Linked DNA regions of Mus musculus: all the other regions are linked to region 4. Evidence: chromatin contacts called from public Hi-C data. All regions are on one chromosome and are shown on one strand. Each heading gives the region's core, a stretch centred on a gene start, on an enhancer-like site or on the middle of the called end of the contact. The rest is flanking DNA. Distances are from core to core; before and after follow the strand shown. Region 1 overlaps Stard13 (StAR-related lipid transfer (START) domain containing 13). Region 2 has its middle 35 kb from the start of Kl. Region 3 overlaps Stard13 (StAR-related lipid transfer (START) domain containing 13). Region 4 overlaps 1700028E10Rik (RIKEN cDNA 1700028E10 gene).

Region 1 (2,833 bases), core at 332-2,831, 330 kb before region 4:
CGAGCACATAGGCACCCCTCCCCTCCTGGAAGAGACAGGTCAGAGAGCATGTAGGCTGGAAGGGAGAGGCTGAGCAAGCCCCCACTACCTCATCCCCTAAAGATCAATCAGTTTAAAGGGTGCACTGTTCCACCAATCATATTGTGCCTAGTTGCTGATGCTCCATTTTGCCCCTGGAAACTGTATAAAAACTCGCTGAATGGGCTACCCAGGGTTGCCACCTCTCCTTCTGGTGTAGTACGACCCCAGTGCACTGGAACAATAAATTCCTCTTGCTTCTGCATCAATCCCTGGCTCCGTGTTGTTCACACGGGGGTCCCCAGTAACTAAGGCTTGGCAGAGTCTTACAGATACACACACACACAGAGGGACACAGACATATACACAGACATGTACACTCATACCCACACATGCAGATATATACATATTATACCCCCAGACACCAACACAGGGACACACACATAGGGACACAAACATATACACAGATACACAGAGACACACACATATACATAGATCTACCTACACACACACACACACACACACACACACACACACACACACACAGAGTAATATAGACACAGACAGACAGACACACACACACACTCAAAGGCACACACATAGACACATACATACACACAAATACAGGGACACAGACACAGTCATATACACAGACATACACACTCACACACACACACACAGGGACATAAAAACAGATATACATCACACAGAGATACACACACAGACCTACAGATATACACAGACACACAGAGATATACACACAGATACACATTCACACACAAACACACAAGGATACAGACACAGAGAGGGACATACACATAAACACACACACAGACCCACACTCAGATACAGACACAGAGGGGGACATACACATAGAAACACACAGACACACACACATAGACATAAACACACACAGTGACACACAGATATACTCAAAGACACAGACACACAGATAAAATGAAATAAGACACAACGTAAAGTGTTCAGTATAACATGTTAATTGCAAATTAAAGCAATCATGAGTTCCACTGCTTCTTTAAACAGTGCTACTGAGAGAGCGAGGGTCAGGAGCGCTCACCCACTGCTGCTGACAATGGGACATGGCTCAGGTGAGACAGCTGAACAGGTCATTACTGCGAAACACACCCGTTGGTATTCACCCAAATGGGTTTAAGATTTATTTCCACGTGTAAATGTGTACACACTCAGTGTTTACAGCCACTTTAGTCATCACTAGTGAAATTCAAGAGCAATCAAGATGTCCGGTGGCTGGAAAGATGAACTATGGTATAACCAGACAACAGAGTGGTAATTAGAAGTGAGTTATAAAGACACAGAAGGCACAGTAGACACTTAAGTGACTATTAAAGGCCAATATGAAAAGGCTGTAAATTGTGATTCTAATTAGAAAGCATTGTGCAAGAGTTAAAGTTATGGAGGCAGTCCAAAGACCAGAAGTTGCCAGAGACTAGGGAAATGGAGGGACGCCTAGGCAGAGCAGAGGGTTTTTAGGGCAGTGAAATGGATGCGAATGCCACAGTGGTGCATGTCTGTCACTATACACCCGTCAAAAGCACAGAATTTAAATAGAAAGCAGTGCTGTAATTCACCCTGTGTACTTCATGCTGTAATGGGTGGACTGCCCTTTGGCAGATATTGATCGTGGTAGAAATGTATGTGAGGGCAAGGGGCAAATGTGGGCACTGTGCATCAGTTAAAGTTTGTTATGAACCTCAAAGGGCTCTAAAAGCAGTCAATTTGAAAAGATACCATTTGTATTATAATGATTATTATTTATTGGGCTTTGGAATTAAAGATATAAAGTGATGTGCATTTATTTTTCAGAGATTGTTTTCGTTGCACATGTATTGTGTGCATGTTCTCATGGGTGTATGTGCACATGTGTTTGTAGTGCATGGCTGTGTATATGTAGGCCAAAGGTTAACATTGAGTGTCTTCACCTCCTCATCTTACGTATTAAGGTAAGACCTCTCCTTTGAACCCAGAGTTCATCAACTCTGTCTAGATGGGCGGTTTTCACCCTTCCTAATGCTGTGACCCTTTAATACAGTTTCTCATGTTGTGGTGACCCCCAACCATAGCATTACGAATTGTAATGTAAATATCTGTGTTTTCCAATGGTCTTAGGAGAGCCCCCGAAAGGGTCCAGATTACCAGCTTGTCCTGGGGCTCTCCTATCTGTGTGTCCCGTGTATTAGATTACAGAAGGGTGGTCATGCCTACCTGAGTTTACACGGGCACTGTCTCCAGCTCAGTGGTCTGGATAGATTTTGTCTATCCACTGTATGCTAATTAGCTCTTAATCCAGTGTGCAAAATTATCATCATTGGAGGCATTTTGACATTTTGGGTATAGGGGCTGGAGAGATGGCTCAGCAGTTAAGAGCACTGACAGCTCTTCTGGAGGTCCTGAGCTCAAATCCCAGCAAGCACACGGTAGCTCCCAACCATCTGTAATGAGTGAGATCTAACACCCTCTTCTGGTGTGTCTGAAAACAGCTATAGTGTACTTACATATAACAAATAAATAAATCTTTGAAAATTAAGTACACAATAAACTAACAAGATATCAAAAACAAACTTTAAAAAAAATGGTTTTAGAGCTTTATTGTAGAAAGGCAGGGAGAAAGGAGAGAAGGTAGAAAGAGAGAGGCCAGCCACGGCCATGTGGAGAGAGTAGGAAAGGGAGAGAGAAAAGGAGGGCTAGAGAGTAAGAAAGGTGAGGGTTAAAGAGCCAAACTTTTTTTTTTTAAAGAAATGTTGGGTATAATTTCAATCTTCTTATAAACAGACCA
Region 2 (2,700 bases), core at 139-2,638, 490 kb before region 4:
AATGTAGGGTGAGGGATGCTCCAGGAGAATCCTGGGAACTACTGTCCTCCAAAAGGAGGATGCAGACATTGCCCTCAACCAAGCAGGCTACAAAACGAAACCTGAGTGTCTCCCACAGTTTACTGCCACCCAGTGCAACTAAAAGCTGCTCAGAGACCCAATGAACAGAGCAGGGATTAAAGAGGCAAAAGATTGGTACAAGGTGGCATCTTTGAAGCCCTCATAGTCAAACAGGGCACAGAGAGAATCAGACCAGCAATCGATCAGTGAGCTTAAACAAATGGCTGGTCCGGTCACTCAGCCTCTTTTTCCCTCACTACTGTTAGCATTCTGTCTAAGTTCTGCCCCACAGTTACCTGGCAACAGCCAGGTAGGCCTGACCCACTATAAAAGGGGCTGCTTGCCCCCTCCTCACTCTCTTGCTCTTCCTTTCTTGCTCCTGCTTTGTCTCCTTGCCCCTTTCCCCCTCTCTTCCCATTCCCTTCTCCATCTCTCTCCACTCATGCTCATGGCTGGCCTCCACTTCTCTCTCTCTCTCTCTCTTTTTCTGCCTCTACTACCCTCTTAACTCCCCTCTCCATGCCCTGAATATACTCTATTCAGTGGTGTCGTTGGTCCCTCACAGGGAAGGGATGTCTTGGCATGGGCCCACTGAGGCATCCCCTTCCCCCACACCTCACCAAACCCCATAGAACATAGCCTTCTCTCTTTATCTTTTTATAACACAATAACTACTCCCCAATGCAAGCAAGATACAGAGACAACTCATCACAAAGTCCAAAGGTGGCATCTGGGAACCCTGATGCACCTCTGAAGAGGAGGTCAGAGAGTTCACAGGTAAAAGACGAGGTTGGAAATACTTTTAAAGAATACAAGTTCACGGACCAGTGAGCCGCGGTTATGCATTTAGGAGCCGTCGCCTTTTGCGAGTGACAACTCACTGTCCACGTACTTGGGCAGGAGAGATAGAAGTTAATAAATGAACACGAAGGGACCCAGAAAAGAGCATTGCTGATAGAACACAGCAGAGCTGGGTGGATGCCAAACAGCCATGGGCACACCGCAGCGAAAGGAGGAACAACAGAAGCGCTTTCCAACAAATAACCAACAAATTTGGTGCGGAGGGCAGAGAGACGACTGCTGAAGGGAGCTGATCGTTGTGCTGGGCCAGGAGGATTAAGATGAGTTTGCTGCTTATATCCAGACACTGTGCCATGTGCTCCCAGCTCGAGGGGGCTGAAGCCAGAACGCTGAGCAAGCCCAGCATGACATGTGCACAGACGTGGTCCCTCTCCCTCTGCAAGAGAAGCCCCAATGCCTTCCTGGTTCCAAATCGCCTGAAATTGAGGTGTATGAAACTGGGTACTGGCTGGTAAATTTACCTTAGTAAGGCACGCTCTGAACTCCACTGCCGGTCAAAGGTGGATTAATTCAGATGACCTGGAGGGAAAGTTCACACGAATCACCTCTCTCTCTCTCTCTCTCTCTCTCTCTCTCTCTCTCTCTCGCTCTCGCTCTCGCTCTCTCGCTCTCTCTTGCTTTCTCTCTCTTGCTCTGTCTCTGTCTCTCTCTCTCTCTCTCGCTCTCTCGTTCTCTCGCTCTCTCGCTCTCTCGCTCTCTCGCTCTCTCGCTCTCTCGCTCTCTCGCTCTCTCGCTCTCGCTCTCGTTCTCATCTCATCCCATGGCAGATGGGCGCACTCTGTTGTGGCTACAAAACTCAGGAACGCCCAGGCTTGCTAATTCAGGTATCAGGTGGGATGAAGCCAAGGGCCTCATTTGTTCTGTTTTCATGGCACAAGGGTTTGCTCATAGAAATAAAAAGGTGTATACAAACATCTGTGCTCATCTGTTCATATTAATAAAGTGAATGCTAGATGGGAGATCAGCACCTTCACTAGAATGGTAATTAGTTAAAACACAGCTATTGAACTGGAATTTGTTTGATTTATTCATCTTATATTCAAGCTATTTGTGTAGAAGGAAGGTCTTTAGAATGGATGGCAGATAGATTTTTATTATGAGACCGCATAATATGCATTTTTAAAGATAATACAGGTCTTCAGCCTGTACGGCACATGTCATAGCTAATAAGCTGGGGTTGGGGAAAATTGAAGTCAATGAAAGAATTATGTAACATTAAGGCTGCTGGCAGGGAACGCACTGCCACGGCCGTGGGAAGAGATGGTGGACAGAACAAAGGTAGAAGGAGCTTGGGAGGTGCGCATCTATTAGAAAGGTTAGGCTTAAGTAAACATCGGTGTGTGGGGAGAAAATAGCGGCAGCAATCTAAGTGGAGCCATTACAGCCCCGCTAAAAGCGAGTGAGCACGGAGAGGCGACCAGCAATCAATATGGCCAGAGGCCTTGTCTTGCCCAATTCGTTCTGAGATTTCACATTGGATCCATCCTCATTAGCACGCGGTGGAGCGCTGTCTGCCTGCCTGCGAGGTTTCTTATAGCCTCAGAGAAGCAGAAGAAAGCTGTCAGGGCCCCAGGGGAGCTTGTGGGCTGGTGCCCGCTGTATGTGTGAGCTTTCCAGAGAACCCACAACTGCTCCTTCTGCCATTAAAATCTAGCTAAGGGAGCGCAGACTCAGGTAAGAGGTGCGATTTAGGGTTGGAGAGATGGCTCAGTGGTTAAGAGCACTGACTGCTCTTTCAAAGGTCCTGAGTTCAAATCCCAGCAACCACATGGTGGCTCA
Region 3 (2,731 bases), core at 72-2,571, 270 kb before region 4:
GCTGCATGTCCACTAGAGGCCTGTGAAGAGCTTCCCCCCCAACCCCGAGTCTCATAACCAAACCGGCCTAAACAGAAACAAATGAGAAATCTTGAGTCAATACTGATAAGAGTCAGATCAAATTTACATGTCTCCTCATGGTCAAGGTCATACACAGGAATAAAACAAACAAGATTCAGTACTCTTTCCAAACTGCATAGTACTTAGTTATAAACATTACAAAACAAGGGAAGAAAAAAAAAAGGCAGTGTTAAAAGCTAAGTTTCGAAAGGTTCAGCCACAATTCCAGAAGGCTGGCAGGCTCTGGCAAACTTTGCCTAAGCAGACGCTGGAATAGAAATTGCTTGCCTAATGAGCTTCCCGGTCCTCCAGTGCATTTTGAATTCAAAAGACATACAAGAGACAGGGCCCTGGGCCTGCGGGAAAGTAAACAGAATAGCAATCTAAGACAGATGGTCTGGAAAGGGACTTCTTAAATAGCGACAACAGGGCAGTAAACAGAGGTCAGTGAGCTACAGCCCAGGAGTGCCAAGAAGACATGGACTGAATGGTCCCTGAGGTGAAGGACAATCAATTGCAGGAGGGGACTGAGTGACCTAGACGAGGTGCTTACCATGTCTGCCAGGCGAGCACAGCTTGCTGGGCTGTGCATATGGGGGAAATTACTAGAAGAAATGAGGTGTCCTGTGACAGTCTGCAGGCAGCCTTGCTACCAGCTCCCCAAATAGGGCCTTCTCAGTGCCTCCTCGGACAAACAAGACAAAAACATCCTAAGCACCCCGTGCACAGGAGTCTCTTTGCAGAAGTGGCCTGCTTTCCACTAGGCTCAGTTAATTAGCAGGAGAGTCGGACAGAGTGGAAAGAAAGAGCCTTTTGTTTGGAGAACCTGTGAAAATATCCCCTCAGAAGCCTGTAACTTTCCCTACAGATTACCCTGGCCCTGAGGACAAGCCCCGGTGCCAGAAGGCACTGCTGTCCCCTCCACACAGCCCACATTCAAAAGGCAGTTAGTTCTCTTTGTTGTCCCCAGGGAGTCAAGCCTTAATGGGTTTACAATGTGGCAGGCTCTTTTGGAGAGTGTCTGCTGCCAGAATCAGGGCAGAGAGAACCCCAGTGAGTGCCTCAGATGTTGAGGTGACCCTGCCTGCACTCTAAGGGAAGCAGCACTCACCCCAGGCCTTGAGAACCCCTGCAAGAGCACCCTGAGAGGTCATGGGATCTGAAAGTGAATCTGCCATTATTGCGAGCAGATGGCCGAAGACCTGGAGACTTCACTCTTCAGACAGGACTGTGAGCATCAGTGTCCCCAGATCAATCCCAGGTGAGAAGAGTCACTGCTGTTGTGACATCACCCTGTGTTTCCAGTTAATCTTGCTGTCAAAGAGTGACCCCTCTTTCTCAAACCTCTCAATGTAGGCAGAGAATAGCCTGGGCACGTTCTTCTCACCTTGACTGAAAGGAGACCTGGATGTGGCCCATCTAGGGAAGCTGCTTGAAAGACTCTATGGCAATCCCCACCAGCCTAAGCTCTGCCTCCAGAATCACTCTTTTCACCTTCTCTTATTTCAGAAAAATCTTCATTTTTAAACCAAGACACTCAGATAGTCCGTGCTTTTGGGAGTAGAGATTTCATAATCTTTTTAAAGCTATAGTCACGTTCTCCCACCCCTACTTTACAACATCCTTCTGGTCAAGGGTTGCTCCTTGATGCACAGTATTCCCTCTTGCTGAAATCTCAGCCTATTTCCTGTTACTCTCATGTTGATTCATCTGTATTCTCTCCTGTCAAGAATGGTTTATTTGTCCATTAGGATACCCAAGGTCAGCCTCTGCTCATCTGCTCCCAGACCGTACCCTTATGTACAGTTGTTGATGTGCCAGCTGCATACCGTGGCGCTTTGTCTCTGCTTATATTACAGCTGTGTGATGCTAGAATCTGGCAAAGAGTTCCAGAACCACAAAAGGAAAAGACAGGCAAACTCTCAGTGCTGCGGGCACTTAAGGAAGAGGAAAAAACACGAAAACAAACAAAAACAAAGAACCAAACCCCAAACCCCATGTATTTCCTACTGGGGAGACTGCAACACTGACTTAGAAAGATACGAGGAGGTTAAGCCATACCGAGGATGAGCTGCAGGGTTAAAGGAAAGACTTTCTTCCCAAGAAACCCCTTGAGTGGTCATCCTATCCCCAGAACCATCAAAGACAGGAACAATAATGGGAAGCCATTGGTAGCACACTACTCAAGAACAGGGGAGACAAGGCCCAGTGGTGCCACAGTACCAGTGGCTGAGAGGACATCACAGCCTAAGGAGTTCTACAGTCTCATAGGACACCCCCTGGCTGGCTTCACTGCCAGTGCCAATGTTTGGATATTGGAAGGCTGGCTGTTGTAAAGACCGGAGGAAGGAGGACAGACATGGGGAGAGTGCCTGCTGGCTTTAAATAACTCACCATAAGCAACTTCCACCATTCTCCCCTCATCCCATCCATCCATTCTGTCAGGCACTGTACTCTGTGTTGGACCACAGAAAGGAAAGTGATTCATTCCTTAGAACAGCCCTGACTGCATGACCACCTGGGACTCATGGCTTTTTCTGACTCCTAGCTCTGTGGAGTTTTTCTGTTTTGTTTTTGTTTTTTGTTTGTTTCTTGAGATTTCTGAATTTTTAGAAAAGATTTATTTATTTGTTTTATGTATACGAGTACACTGTAGCTGTACAGATGGTTG
Region 4 (2,741 bases), core at 191-2,690:
AAGCATTACAAAAGATGGAGTCAGTGGCTGGGAGCTGGTCTGCAAAGTATTTGCTAGGGACTGTGGCAAATCGCACCCAAACAAGAGAATACCATGAAAGAGCCAGGGAATCCCACTGAGATAGAAATCTTCAGTACAGGCTACATTGTATATTAGAAGCAAGATTGATGAATTCTCCTAACAAATGGAGATTCTCTAGATACTTAAAAGTTACACTCATATAAGAATTTAGCAAGGCCTAGGAAATAGGGGGGTTGTGATATTGCATTATTCATGAGGCCTGCCAAGAGCAGAACACACCCCCCCCCCCCCCCCCCCCCGTGCTAGCCTTCACAAGGATCAAAGGTAGAGCACTAGAGTGTGAAATCCTTACCTGTCACTAAGCTGACCCTAGGCAGGACTGCTTTATCTTCTTTACTGTAAACATTTACCTGGTTCCTGTAAATCCTTTTGAAATCATTCCTTTGTTTTGTGTCAGGCAACTTCAATGTACTTTGCCTGCTGTGACTCCCGGACCCCTTGTATTTTCTGTACTATATAACACTGGTGTTTACTTTGTGAGAATACATTCAGATCACCCACCAACACCTTGCCCACCTGCCCCAGAGACTCGTTCCATGCAGACAAAGGGACCCAGAGGGTCTGCTGCACTCTGGGTCCTTCTAGTGCCAGAGCTCCTGAATAGCCCACACATTTCTTTTTCCTTCAACTGCAATCTACCCCTTAGAAATAAATGAGCTTTCCCTAAGCCCTGTAATTAGAATTCAAATGTAATATTCAAATAGCCTATAATTAGAATATAAATAGCCTCTAAGTAGCCCATGCAAATGAAGGTATTAATGAATTACAAATCACTAAAGGAAATAAAGGGGGTGGCAGGCCATCCCTATGCTGGTCCCCTCCAGCCATGCAGTTGTGTTCAACAGCCTGCTAGAAGTCAGGGTCTTTTGGCTGGGACAGACCTCAAACTTGCTTCAATAAGGGAAAAAAACAAAAAAAAACCCAAAACATGTTTTATATAATTCACAAATACCCCTGACACACACACACACACACACACACACACTACAAAATTTTTTGGTTCGTTTTGTTTGTGGTAGGTAGGGAAAGAACCCCCCCCCCCCCACACACACACACACACGTACACACTCCTTCCACACTGCTGCTTATTAAGTAAAACAATTCTTCTATGGCATTCCTACTGTGTTTTTAGAACTATTTTAGATACACGCTTTCTTTCATTGAATTTTCCAGGAGAAGACATGAAAGACCATTCTCATTCTCACTTGTAGACAGAAGAAAGCAGGACTCTAGAAAACCGACTTGTCCAATCTTGTAATTTTGGTAGTAAAACGTTGCTACATCCCAAACAGCTCACTGGAACAGAAATAGACTGTTAATGTTTTTTGGTCATGCCAATATAAAAGAGGAAAATAAATATTGACTCTAAGAATTAATCTCAAGGTTCAACTATTGCAACATAAGGGTAGATTTGGCTCTCACCTGTCAGTTGTAACTCCCATTCTGACCCCGCCCCCAGGCCCTTTGAAACTAATGCTTTATCTCTTACCACTTTATGCCTTTCTTCTCTCTTTTTTTTTTATTTTTTCATTAAATTTCAAATTAGCACAAAATATGCACAAGAAGGTAGCTAGAAGGATGATCATGTTAATAAGTTGGTGAGAGTTGTTGAGGCAGTCTTTGTGGATAGGGAACACACATTTACATGAGTGTACCTGTGTGTGTGCAGGTTTGCGTGACATGCTCTGTGTGTGAAGGCACAAGGACCAAGCCTTTCTTAATGGCTTCCCCTCAGGTCTCTCACTGAACCCAGAGCTCATGGAGTCAGCTAAACTAGCTGACCAGTACGAACTTCTTACTCGAGCCTCCTTAGTACTGGGATTATGGGTTCATTTGGCAATGCCTCGTTTCTCTTCCTTTGCTGTGATAAATACACTCTGACTAAAAGCAAAACAGCAACTTAGAGGAGGAAAGAGTTAATTTGGCTTAATCAGAAAACATGAAGGAATGCAGTTTGCTCGCTCTCTCTCTCTCTCTCTGTCTCTCTCTCTCTCTGGCTCCTGCTTTGTTAGCTTTCTTATATAGTGTAAGATGCACTGATCAGAGCATGGTGCTGCCCAGTGACTGTGCCCTTCTACACAAGACAATCAAGACAATCTCTTCACTGGCATGCCCACAGACCACCCTGATAAAGACAATTCTTTAACTGAAACTGTTTTTCAGGTGATTTTAGGCAGTATCAAATTTATAGTGAGTGCTGAGACACTAAACTAAAGCTATCTTTTTTTTTTTTTTTTTTTGATGGTTATACCAGGAGAGATGGATAGCAGTCTATAGGGTAGAAACTAAGGATTGTGAATAAAGTAAAAGCTTTTTTTTTAAAAATCTGAATTTAAAAATCTATGAGTGGAGGGCAGAGTTGAGGGAAGAAGAAGGAAGAGGAGAGAGATCTCGAGGGAAATGTTCAATATCTGTGGCACAAGAAGAGACCACGGAGACAGTGTGCTAATAGAGTAATCAGCTGCTGAGAAGGTGACTACAAAAAACTGAACTTCCAGTGTTCCAGGCACCCTGAGGGAACTTCTCAACAACCCTACAGAATAGTGAATGAATATGAGGAGCACTGTTCATACACCAAAGATCAGAGACCCCACATAACCTGCCCTGGGACACAGCCAGTCAGCAGCACTGCTGGGTAGGAAAAACATCTGGTTGAACCT

The links. A called contact is a pair of places that touch in the nucleus more often than the background predicts.
Region 1: a Hi-C map of liver shows a contact between it and region 4, with 2.4 times the contacts expected there. The contact joins two enhancer-like sites. A contact is called at or near these places in 1 of 15 datasets of contacts at CTCF or cohesin (the NIH/3T3 cell line) and 2 of 484 Hi-C or Micro-C datasets (liver and nephron progenitors).
Region 2: a Hi-C map of liver shows a contact between it and region 4, with 3 times the contacts expected there. The contact joins two enhancer-like sites. A contact is called at or near these places in 1 of 39 promoter capture datasets (the HPC-7 cell line) and 2 of 484 Hi-C or Micro-C datasets (both in liver).
Region 3: a Hi-C map of liver shows a contact between it and region 4, with 5 times the contacts expected there. The contact joins two enhancer-like sites. A contact is called at or near these places in 1 of 15 datasets of contacts at CTCF or cohesin (the NIH/3T3 cell line), 1 of 484 Hi-C or Micro-C datasets (liver) and 1 of 9 other capture datasets (embryonic stem cells).

Annotation. Positions count from the first base shown.
Region 1 is chr5:151,078,825-151,081,657 of GRCm38.p6, forward strand. All of the region lies in intron 3 of Stard13 (StAR-related lipid transfer (START) domain containing 13), which reads right to left. Among named protein-coding and RNA genes, the nearest start is that of Stard13, 110 kb to the right of the region's middle. Within about 2 kb of position 1,582, at least 7 of the 459 cell types and tissues checked have an H3K27ac peak or open chromatin away from gene starts, as enhancers often do. A contact at or near this core is called in liver, where this site is marked.
Region 2 is chr5:150,916,428-150,919,127 of GRCm38.p6, forward strand. No RefSeq gene overlaps it. Among named protein-coding and RNA genes, the nearest start is that of Kl, 35 kb to the right of the region's middle. Within about 2 kb of position 1,389, at least 13 of the 459 cell types and tissues checked have an H3K27ac peak or open chromatin away from gene starts, as enhancers often do. A contact at or near this core is called in liver, where this site is marked.
Region 3 is chr5:151,142,425-151,145,155 of GRCm38.p6, forward strand. The region is part of intron 1 of Stard13 (StAR-related lipid transfer (START) domain containing 13); the gene reads right to left. Among named protein-coding and RNA genes, the nearest start is that of Stard13, 46 kb to the right of the region's middle. Within about 2 kb of position 1,322, at least 150 of the 459 cell types and tissues checked have an H3K27ac peak or open chromatin away from gene starts, as enhancers often do. A contact at or near this core is called in liver, where this site is marked.
Region 4 is chr5:151,408,726-151,411,466 of GRCm38.p6, forward strand. The region is part of intron 3 of 1700028E10Rik (RIKEN cDNA 1700028E10 gene); the gene reads left to right. All of the region lies in intron 1 of Gm3704 (predicted gene 3704), which reads left to right. It also overlaps a transcript of Stard13 not described here. Among named protein-coding and RNA genes, the nearest start is that of Gm3704, 3.6 kb to the left of the region's middle. Within about 2 kb of position 1,441, at least 12 of the 459 cell types and tissues checked have an H3K27ac peak or open chromatin away from gene starts, as enhancers often do. A contact at or near this core is called in liver, where this site is marked.